Linked DNA regions of Mus musculus: region 2 is linked to region 1. The links are chromatin contacts, called in public ChIA-PET maps. All regions are on one chromosome and are shown on one strand. The core of a region is the stretch at or near the end of the contact, and the rest is flanking DNA. Distances in the headings are between cores, read along the strand shown.

What was found. ChIA-PET counts read pairs in DNA pulled down with a chosen protein or histone mark.
Region 2: an RNA polymerase II ChIA-PET map of effector CD8 T cells shows a contact between it and region 1, with 3 times the contacts expected there. The contact joins two enhancer-like sites. A contact is called at or near these places in 2 of 15 datasets of contacts at CTCF or cohesin (the G1E-ER4 cell line and pro-B cells), 39 of 484 Hi-C or Micro-C datasets (3T3-L1-derived adipocytes, the 63-12 cell line, B cells and 29 more), 18 of 115 datasets of contacts at active chromatin or transcription factors (the 230-238 cell line, CD8 T cells, DN3 thymocytes and 14 more) and 1 of 9 other capture datasets (embryonic stem cells).

Annotation. Positions count from the first base shown.
Region 1 is chr12:77,058,426-77,063,128 of GRCm38.p6, forward strand. No RefSeq gene overlaps it. Among named protein-coding and RNA genes, the nearest start is that of Gm35189, 5.7 kb to the left of the region's middle. Within about 2 kb of position 2,181, at least 189 of the 459 cell types and tissues checked have an H3K27ac peak or open chromatin away from gene starts, as enhancers often do. A contact at or near this core is called in the 230-238 cell line, the 63-12 cell line, CD8 T cells and 15 more, where this site is marked.
Region 2 is chr12:77,135,878-77,140,963 of GRCm38.p6, forward strand. All of the region lies in intron 1 of Gm40446 (a long non-coding RNA gene), which reads right to left. Among named protein-coding and RNA genes, the nearest start is that of Gm40446, 53 kb to the right of the region's middle. Within about 2 kb of position 3,039, at least 87 of the 459 cell types and tissues checked have an H3K27ac peak or open chromatin away from gene starts, as enhancers often do. A contact at or near this core is called in the 230-238 cell line, the 63-12 cell line, CD8 T cells and 15 more, where this site is marked.

The DNA of each region.
Region 1 (4,703 bases), core at 931-3,430:
TCTATACAGAGCTTAGTCCCAAGCGGTAGCCTCCTGTGATGTTCCTGTGACACTCCTGTGATGGTCCTGTGACACTCCTGTGATGTTCTTGTGACACTCCTTTGATAGTCCTGTAACACTCCTGTGATGTTTCTGTGACACTCTCATCCCTGGCTCACTTTTCCCACTTTCTCACTTTGTGGGATCACTGACCAAGCTAACTCCTTGTCCTCAAACCTTTGCCCCAGTGTCTGCTTCGTGTGTACTGGTGGTGGGGATTGAAGCTGAGGCAGTGACTCTGGAGAGCCTGTCTGTCTCTAACAGGAAAACATAAACTACGCTGGCTGAAACTGGCACTCCTCTGTCAATTCAGCTACTGGTGACAGCAGAAATTGTTAACAACTTCCGTTTACTGATAGCTTCCTTGGAAGGGATCATGACCCCATCACGTTCTCCCACACCCTATTCAGAGCAGTCTGAGGGGACTAACTATGCTCCTTTATCTTCTAGTTGAGGAAACAATGACACTGGGGCAGAATCTTAGAAGTTGCTAGTGCCAGAGTTGACATTTGACCTTGGCAAATTTTGTTCTGGAGTGCAAACTCTTGACCACATGATTAACTTTACAAACTATTAACTACTAAACAAGCCAAGGGTCTGGGAAGGCCTGCACAGTTCTTTGTGTGGTTTGTTGAAGCATCTTGGGATGACTGAGATGGTAACATAGGTATGGAGAGAGTTAAGAATTAGAAGTCTGAATCCAAACTACCTACAAACCCAAGGTCCTGGAGCAAACCGTTTCTCAGCTCTTAGCTTAAACTTCATTTCTAATGTGAGGTTCAAATGAAATGAAACCTATGGTTGATTTGGATGCTATAGGGGATACACCACAGCTTCCCACCACCCTTCTCAAGGGAGGGCTTTCCTTAATAACTTCCAGGGCACAGGTCTCTTTCCTTGAAAGAGTTAGCGTATATGGGTATAAGACGTGAATGAAGTAGCATGGTGTAGTTTGCCTGGCCCAGGTTTGCCTGTTTGTTTGTGCAGGACAATAGGCTTGTGTGATGATAGAACTTAGGATCTGATAACTCCAGTTTTTACTTTACTTTTAGTTGCCCCAAGATTCAGTTTTCTGGTCTGTGAAATGAGGAGAATAAAGGGAGACTTTGGAGCGAGTTCAGAGGTACACACAATGTGTTGGTCGAAATGTCATGGTCAGAGTAAGGGGTCTTTATTATTACTCTTGATTTTAGAACAGAAAAACAAACAAACAAACAAACAAACAAACAAACATGCAACCCCACTCAAAGATGTAGAAAGAGAAAAATGGAACCCACTGCCTTTAGGATCCAAGAATAGACTTACTAGCAATCTTCATCTGCTCAATGCAGGGAAGGCAGGGAAGTCCCTTAGTCACAGTTCCTATCTACATTCAGATCACACATCTCACCAAAGAAAAAGATAAAGATGGTGGAAGCCATGGACTGTCATAACCGCATCAACATATCTACAGCAGTGGATGCATACAGAGACTGTACTTAACAAACAAAAGTGAATACTTCCGAATCTCAGAGCAAACAAAATCGGTGCATATTGGGGGTGTGGGGTGTGGGGTAATGTCCCCAGCTGGAGAAGAGTCCGGGTGGCTACTTAGACTCTGCTCAGCAGCCAGGCATGGACTTTGAAAGTAGCTGGTCAGGGGTAGAACTTCAGGCAAGGGGTGGAAAGAAACAGGGAGGGGTGGAGAGAAGGAAGCAAGGACTCCTTACACAGCAGCACGAGGCTGAGGAAGTGATTTCCCCTACCCCGCCCCGCCCAGGGGCTCATGGGAGGGAACCTACTGGTTCCCCAGACTCGTGAGAACTCATGCTTCGGAGGGTCTTATAAGTGCCTTTTGGAAACTCAGCATTTGTTAACTTGTCACCGCATAAAGGCAGGAGAGAAGCCTGACATTTTTCTGACGCCTGAAAGCGAAAGAAGAAAGGGTTCTTACTGTCAGGGCCACATCCTGAATGACAGGGGTCAGTGTGTGCAACCGATCCGTGTGGGCGCAGGCTTCTAATTATTTCCTGGATAACCTGTTATCTATTATCCATCAGGCGCCTTGCCAGAATATGCTAACGTCTCCAGAGTTCCTGCTCTGGAGTCTGAGGAACTTGTTTTCATTTTTAAAGGGGACGCAGGCGTTGAGTGACAGCAGCTGGGTATCACAGTAGAAGGGCTACCCTCTGTTGGGCTTGAGCTGATAGAGAGCAAAGGCTACTAAGGTGTGGGTGGGACGGGTGGGGTCAGAGTGGGGCGCCCGAGGGGGTGAGGGGGCCCAAGCCCCTGGTCAGAAACAAAACATTTTCTCCTCAGGACTCCTTCCCTCAGGCTTCTCTTGGAGACTTGGCTGTAATCAGAAATGTCTGGAAATTTTTTCTGAGAAAGTTGAGTTTTCTTAGGCTGTAGTCATTTGCTGGACAAACACGGAAGCTCTTCAAAGAACCTTCTTCTGGGAGACAGGGAAGGGAGGATCCACACCCAGGCGAGCTATCAACTATCAGTCACACCCTGGCCTATATTTGTACTAAAGCACAAAGAAAAGTCAGCCAGTGGGAGGGGACCACAAATATGGGACATTGTTCTGTTTTCTAAAGATAGCCCTTGTTCATTTATTTAAAATTTGGAAAGTCCAGGAAAAAAAAAAGACTAGAAGTTGATTTCTCAGAGGCCCATTGTCCTTGTTAACATTTTGGCTTAGGATGTACCCCCTTCCGCCATGTTAATTTATACCAACCCTTGAAAGCCAGGACTTTTAAGCTAAAAATATAATGCTTCCCTTTCATTCTTTGGAAGCGTGGGGAGGGCAACGTGTTGTTTAGCGCTGGAGTTTAAGGTCAGAGTTCTGGAACCCTCAGAAGGCCCATGTTGCCAGGCTAAAGGTGAGCCCTGCTTACTCCCCAGGGCCTGGGATGGCTAAAATCCAGGGCCTTTTGTTTCAAACAGAGCAAGGGGGTTAAAAGAGTATTCCAGTTATCAAAAGCCCACAGACATGGGGCCAGCTCTCCACGGAAGCTTCCAGAAAACTAGAGAAGGTGGAACAAAGTTATCGAAGGTTCAGAAATCGGTTGAAAAGGGACAGATGAGGTAATCAGATACTAGGTGGTTCCAGATTTCTGCCATGGAGCAAATTCCAGGCCAGAGCTCAGGCACAGAAAAGCAAGCCAAACTCCAAGCTCTTAGCGGAGCAGACAGGCCAGGAGAGGCCGGGTGGTGGGAATTGGCCTAGCAGAATGTAAGGGAGGCAGGAATTACACAACGCTGTCTCAAAGGTTTGACGGGAACATTCTGCTGAGCACCAGGCTGTATGGGCACGGGATCATAGGCAAGGCTCCAGGAGATGACAGAAAAAGCAGTTTTAGGGGCACTTACAACATTATACTTTTAAAAATTAGGTTCTGAATTTTAAAAGATTTTTACTTTGTATATTCGTTTTGCCTACATGCCTATATGTTTTGCCTACATACGCTTGTGTGTCTGCTGCCTGCAAAGGTCAGAGGAAGGTGTCAGGTCCCCTGCAACTGGAGTCACAGATGATTGTAAGTCAGTCATTGTGTGGATGCTAGGGGTTGTATCTGTGTCTTCTGCAAGAGCAGTCAGTGCCCTTAACTACTGAGCCATCTCTCCAGCCCTAAATAAGTTCCTTTGGACAGAAGAATAGAAATATTTGTTAAAGAAGGCATTGGGTTGCTAAGTAGGTAACTAAGCGGGTTAGAGAGGAACTCTGAGCTTCATGTCTTAAACCTGTTGCTTACAGGAATCTTTCACACTAGTGCAGACTCCTTGAGAGGCCCTCAGAATGTCTGTGAGGTAAAATTGATTGGCATGTATCAACATTATTAGAAAGAAAAGTGAGACTTTGTTTAAACCTTTGTTTGTTTGTTTATTTTGATTTTTTTCGAGACAGGGTTTCTCTGTGTAGCCCTGGCTGTCCTGGAACTCACTTTGTAGACCAGCCTGACCTCGAACTCAGGAATCCACCTGCCTCTGCCTCCCAAGTGCTGGATTTACAGGGTATGTGTACCCCTATGTCAAGCAGTAATAACACTGTTTAAATGGACAAGAAATGATAATATACAAACTTTAATGTGAATACTGGCATTGATAGTTTTGCAAATCTCTTTAGCATCTGGCAGAATAGAATAGCTGAATACTTGTGTCCGTTTTGGGATTCAACACACTGGGACATGTTGTTTCAGTACAAGTATATGGAGAAAAAACTAGTCTCATTCAAATCTAAGATTTGGAAAGAGATAAATAGGGGCTACGGAGACAGTTGATTGGGTAAGAGTGCTTGCTGTGCAAGCAGGAAGACCTGGGTTCTAGTCCCGGAGTCCCCAGAAATGTAACGCACGGCCAGGTGCACTGTAACCCCAGCACTGCAGGGTGGAGAGAGGCAGATGCTGGGGTGCTGCCTGCCTCAACGCAGAGTCTGTGTTCAGCGAGAGGACTCATGTTAAGGTAATGAGGTGGGGAGCAATAGAGGAAGACATCCCATCCTCATCTGGCCTTTACACACACAGATGCACACACATGTATAACACAAACACACACACAGAGATGCACACCAACTCACACTCACACAGAGAGGAACAGGAGAAAGGGGAAATAGTTAAATAGCCTTTCCTGATTTACCAGTTTTCTTTTGATACCACATGAAAACAGAACATGAGCAAGTTTAT
Region 2 (5,086 bases), core at 1,789-4,288, 78 kb after region 1:
AATGCTGTCTGGCTAGGTGCCATTTCTAAATGTGATACATCTGGCATGGGCATCGGCATCCGTGACAAGCACTGTGTTATCTATCTCTGTCCTTAGGTGAGACATTCTGGCTCCCCTGTCCTTAACCACTCTCAGCATACGTTCTTCTCATTCTTTAGGAAAAAGTCAAATGGATTGTGTCTTTCTCCTAAATCAATGCCATGGGGCAGATTATGTACTGACAAGTGGCTGGCCCGGAGAGGAGCTGAGTGGTGGATGCTGTAGGAATCCAAGTTATCTCAAGCCTCAGAATTACTCAAGTTTCCTTATGTAACCTGGGCAGCCAAGGTCAGACTAGAGCAGAAGCAATGTAAGAGCTACACCTTCAGAAACATCCACTCTCCAAACCTAACACGAACATGGATTTTGTTTATTTTATTCTTTGCTGCACAATGAATACCCAGAATCTAGTAGAATATCTTGAAATCTGGTAGATGCGCCATTACTCATGTTGAGTAAATTGTTGACTAAATAAAGCCTTATAGTACAGTGGTAGAGTACCGACATAAAAAAGAGACCCAGCTTAGAACCTCTCAGGCTGGGTGACCACTTATAAGTTACTTTTTCTCTCTGACCTCTTTCTTCCTTATTGGTAAAATGAGCCACTTATTACCTGTCCCTTGGATTATTGTGAGATACATATGACTGATGTAAACTACTGATACTGTTAGGATGTTCTTTTTTTTTTTTTTTTTTTTTTTGTTCTATTGGCTTAACAAGATGCTTAAGCAAAGGAACATAAAGAAAGAATATGATTATTTTGGTCTCATGTGTTTTGGTCCCTCGTGATAGGGGATGAGGTGTGGTGGGGCAAAAAAGTTCACAGGAGGAAGTGGAAGAGGGAGAAAAGAGTGAGAGGGGGAGGGGGAGGGGGAAGGAAGGAGGAGGGGGAGGGGGAGGAGGAGGAGAAAGATTTAGTAGGGTCTATCCCCAAGGGCAGGCCTCCAGTGATCCACTTCCTGCCTCCGAATAAGTCACTCCCCCTAAAATTTCCAGCCTCTTCCCAAATAGCACCACTGCTACCTGAGGACCTTAATTTGTGGGGACATTTTATATTCAAACCGTAAGAACCACCCAGTACAAGGGAGCTATCGATGGCGTTAGCCTGCCTGCAAACAGTCCTTTCCAAGTTCCCCTTAGACACCTTTGCAAGTCACCAAAGGCTTCTTGGCTATAAGACTTCTCTTGGACTCCCCATCAACCTCCCCTTCTCTCTCTCTTTCCCCCCACTCTCCCCCTCCTTCTTCCCCTCCCTCCTTCCCTAGCCCCTTGTCTGATGCTGAGGTTTCAAACATCACTTTGCAGCACATACCCTGTAGGGTGCTAATGTCTCCAGCTGATTGGTGGCATATATGGCACCTTTTTCCTATTCAAACCCAGTGATATCAATGCTGAGCCGATAGCATCTGGGCCACTGCTGCAGCCAGTGCCTGGAAACATTAGGTATTGGTCAGAGGCACCCACTATGGCTCATTAAAGTCACCCAGTGTCTCTCTGTTAGGTCACTTGATTGAGCTTCTTATGAAGAGACTTCAGTTGCTGAAGCAGGAAGCACCCTAGAGCACCATACCCCACATGGCTCTACAAACAGAGCAACATCACTATCCACAGGGCGTCTCTTGTACTGGTCTCCTGGAAGTGTCTACGACTGCCTCTGCACTACGGTGCTCCAGCCCCTGCCTGCCCCCAGATAACTGGGATATACTTGGATCCATAGGTTACGACGAGACGGAGAGCAGAGAGGTTCATACCAGGTGTTTATGAAAACCGTCCCTTCCCTCAAAAGTCAAGGGCATTTCTTATCTGCAGCAGCTGGCACCTGCCAGTTTCCCTTCACTTTCCTTCAGTTTCCTTTGGCTCCGTAGCCCCTCCTACAAATTGTCCTACGAACAAGGACTCCCTGATGACCCTCTCTCTATACAACTCCAGGTAGGTCTAAGCCCCACCTAAAGATGTCTTGCATCAAGTCCAGAGCCTTGTCACATTTAAGAGGGAAAATTTGAGAGAGCAAAACCGAGAGGCGTTTGCATTCTTGGGTTTTCCAGGCCTGATCAACAGAAGGCATGGAGATTACAACACCAAGGTCTTCTCTGATAAATTAGGAAAACATTGCTGATTCGGAGAATGAGGTAAAGGTGGGAAGCACTGGCTTCACAGACCAGGTGGGAGAAAAGTTCTTCAGAAACCATTAAGCAAGGAGCTATTTGCAGAGTTTATGTCTAACATGCAAATTCTGATAAAGCTTGAAAATCAGACAGTCTGGTAGAGGCTCTTGGTGAGACCATGCTATAAACTTTTTGTAGTCTGCCTCTAATGATTCTGTGGTACTGGGAAAAAACACCACAATCTGCCCCTCTTCCTCCCCTTACCATTGGACAAGGAGGAAAAGCAATCATATCTTAGAACTCTTTTTGTTTGTTGTATTTTTTTTTTTTTTCAAAACAGGGTTTCTCTGTGTAGCCTGTGTCCTGGAACTCAATCTGTAGACCAGGCTGGGCTTGAACTCAGAGATCTGCCTGCAAATGCATGCACCCCGCCCCCCAGACTTGGGGACATTATAAAACCTATGTGGAATTAGCTGTTAAGGACTGAGGATAGAGCTACTGGCTTATACATGCCAGGCAAGTGCTCTACATGGACCCACAGCCCTCCTCCTGTAGTGTGTGTAGTGCATAATCCTAATGCTTTAAGAGGGTCGCACCTTATAGGCTAACAGGGTGCCTTATCTAATTGAAGTAACATGAGATATCCACCACGACACCCCCCCCCCCATCCCCCTACCCCAGAGGTGGAGGCAGAGGATAAAAGAAAGGTGCAGAATCTGTGTGTGTGATGAGAGAATGGGGAAGCGCGAGACACAAAGAGAGGAGAGAGCGAATATCCATTTTTAAGTCTGCTTGGCTAGACGTAGTTTGTTTCATGCTTTGCACACTCACTCCGGTGAGTGAGCTTTTGTCAAATCAGGGCTGAACTCTGCAACTGGATTGACGTGGCAGGAGGATGTGGTCGGGTTCTGTTTTCAAACATGGTCTCCTGGGACAGACAGCATTTTTGACTCCTGGTCTGTCTGGATAGCCTGCCTTTGTCTTGGGGCAGTTGGGGTGGGTGACTGCGTCCGGTGGGGTGGGGGTGATTCACACATGTTTATTGAAGTGGCAGTTACAGTTGCAAGAGGATTCAGGGCAGGGATAACCTGGGGGTTGATGAGTCAATATTTCAGGGCTTGGCTAATCCTGTGGAAGCTCACAGCCAGGCTGATTTTACTTGGCTCCAGAGAATGTTCTGAGGACATTTTACCTAAAAACTGGCCTTGGCTCAACCTGCAACAGTGTAGTAGAGTGACTCCTAAACCGACTCAGTTCAATGTCATTAGAACCCTTTCCTTTTAATTTTTTTTTTTTCACAAAGTGGATGTACTTAAATTTTCTCAATTTTATAAAATTGGGCATTCTGGCCATTCCCAGCCTTTATTTTGTTTGTGTTTTGTACAATTATAAATTTCACTATGGGGCTGGTGAGATGGCTCAGTGGGTAAGAGCACCCGACTGCTTTTCCGAAGGTCCTTAGTTCAAATCCCAGCAACCACACGGTGGCTCACAACCACCTGTAATGAGATCTGACTCCCTCTTCTGGAATGTCTGAAGACAGCTACAGTGTACTTACATGTAATAAACAAACAAATAAATAAATAAATCTTTAAAAAAATTTTCACTATGATAAACTTTTGAGGGGGAGGGTTTCTATTTAAAAAACAAAATCATGGTCTCATATAGTCCAGGCTAGCCTTACCATGTAGCCAAAGATGACCTTGTGGCTCCACCCCCCCCCCCCCATGCTGGGATTACAGGCATGGACTTTTGTGCACACACAAACACACACTCACACACACACACACACACACACACACACACGCACATGCACACATTTACTGGTAGTCATCCACTTCAAGATGACATCAGATTGAGCAAGACTAGCATTGTTGTTTCTCCCAGGAGACCGACTGTAAGGAACACAGAACAGTGACCACATCCTTGGCCAGCACTCAGCTTCCAAAACATTAGCATTTGGTCAATAATTGCCAGCTTCCCTGGGACCAACCAGATAGACCCAAATATATTCTCCATGCCAATCCTGTCCCCAGGTACTCTGCTTCTGGTCAGCTTGCCTCCAGCCTCCTTGTGTAGCCATGGTCCAGCTGGACAATAGTGGAAGCATTTCCTTTTCAAAAGCACTTCTCCATCCTTTGGTTCCTCATCAAAACAGTGATGGCGGCTGAGTCCCGGGGGTAGCACCCTCTTTGTAGAACTCACTCCTTCTGGGTCACATCAGAGTGGTTTTGCTGACATCCACCCTGCTGGCAGGGCTTCCCTCAGGTGGATATTGAACCTGAAGGAATGTCACAGGCTGACACTGAGCCCTTGGGTTAATCCCAGCCAAGAAACTCGGCTTCCAAGTGTCTCACACACAAGCCTACGAGGCTTTGGGCCCTGTGCCTTCCTTAGGCTTGCAGCAAGAGGAGAAGCAAAAAGCCATGCAAAATAAATGTGCTGCCAAGCTCAGATTGCCTTAGTCCATCACCCCGCTGTAGCACCAGCCTGTGGTGCTGTGCCAATTACCACCACAAACACTGAAGACACTTTTCAAAACATGGTCAAATAAACGCCAACAGGGCCAGCCAGGCGTTAAAACACTCGGACAAGATTGTCAACGCAAAGAAATACATTGCCGGTAAATAGGAGTCTGGGCTACGGTTAAGCAGTCACCTGGGTGACAGCCCCATGGTTAACCTTTTTGTGGACAGACCTGACCTGTCAATCCCCTCAGAGTGCCCTGGCTAAAGAGGACAGACGGCTCTGAGATGGGAGAGAGCAGACACGGAATTCATTCAGATTGAAACAGTGGTGGTTTTCTGCACTGTTATTTGCTGGGGAACCACAGGGTAGATGTTGGGGTGTCAGCTGAGGTCACTGTGGAGCAGATGTGAGTGTTCTCAGCTGTGTAAAGCTTTACAGCCAGATTCATCCACAGGGACACACGTCTTCTAACA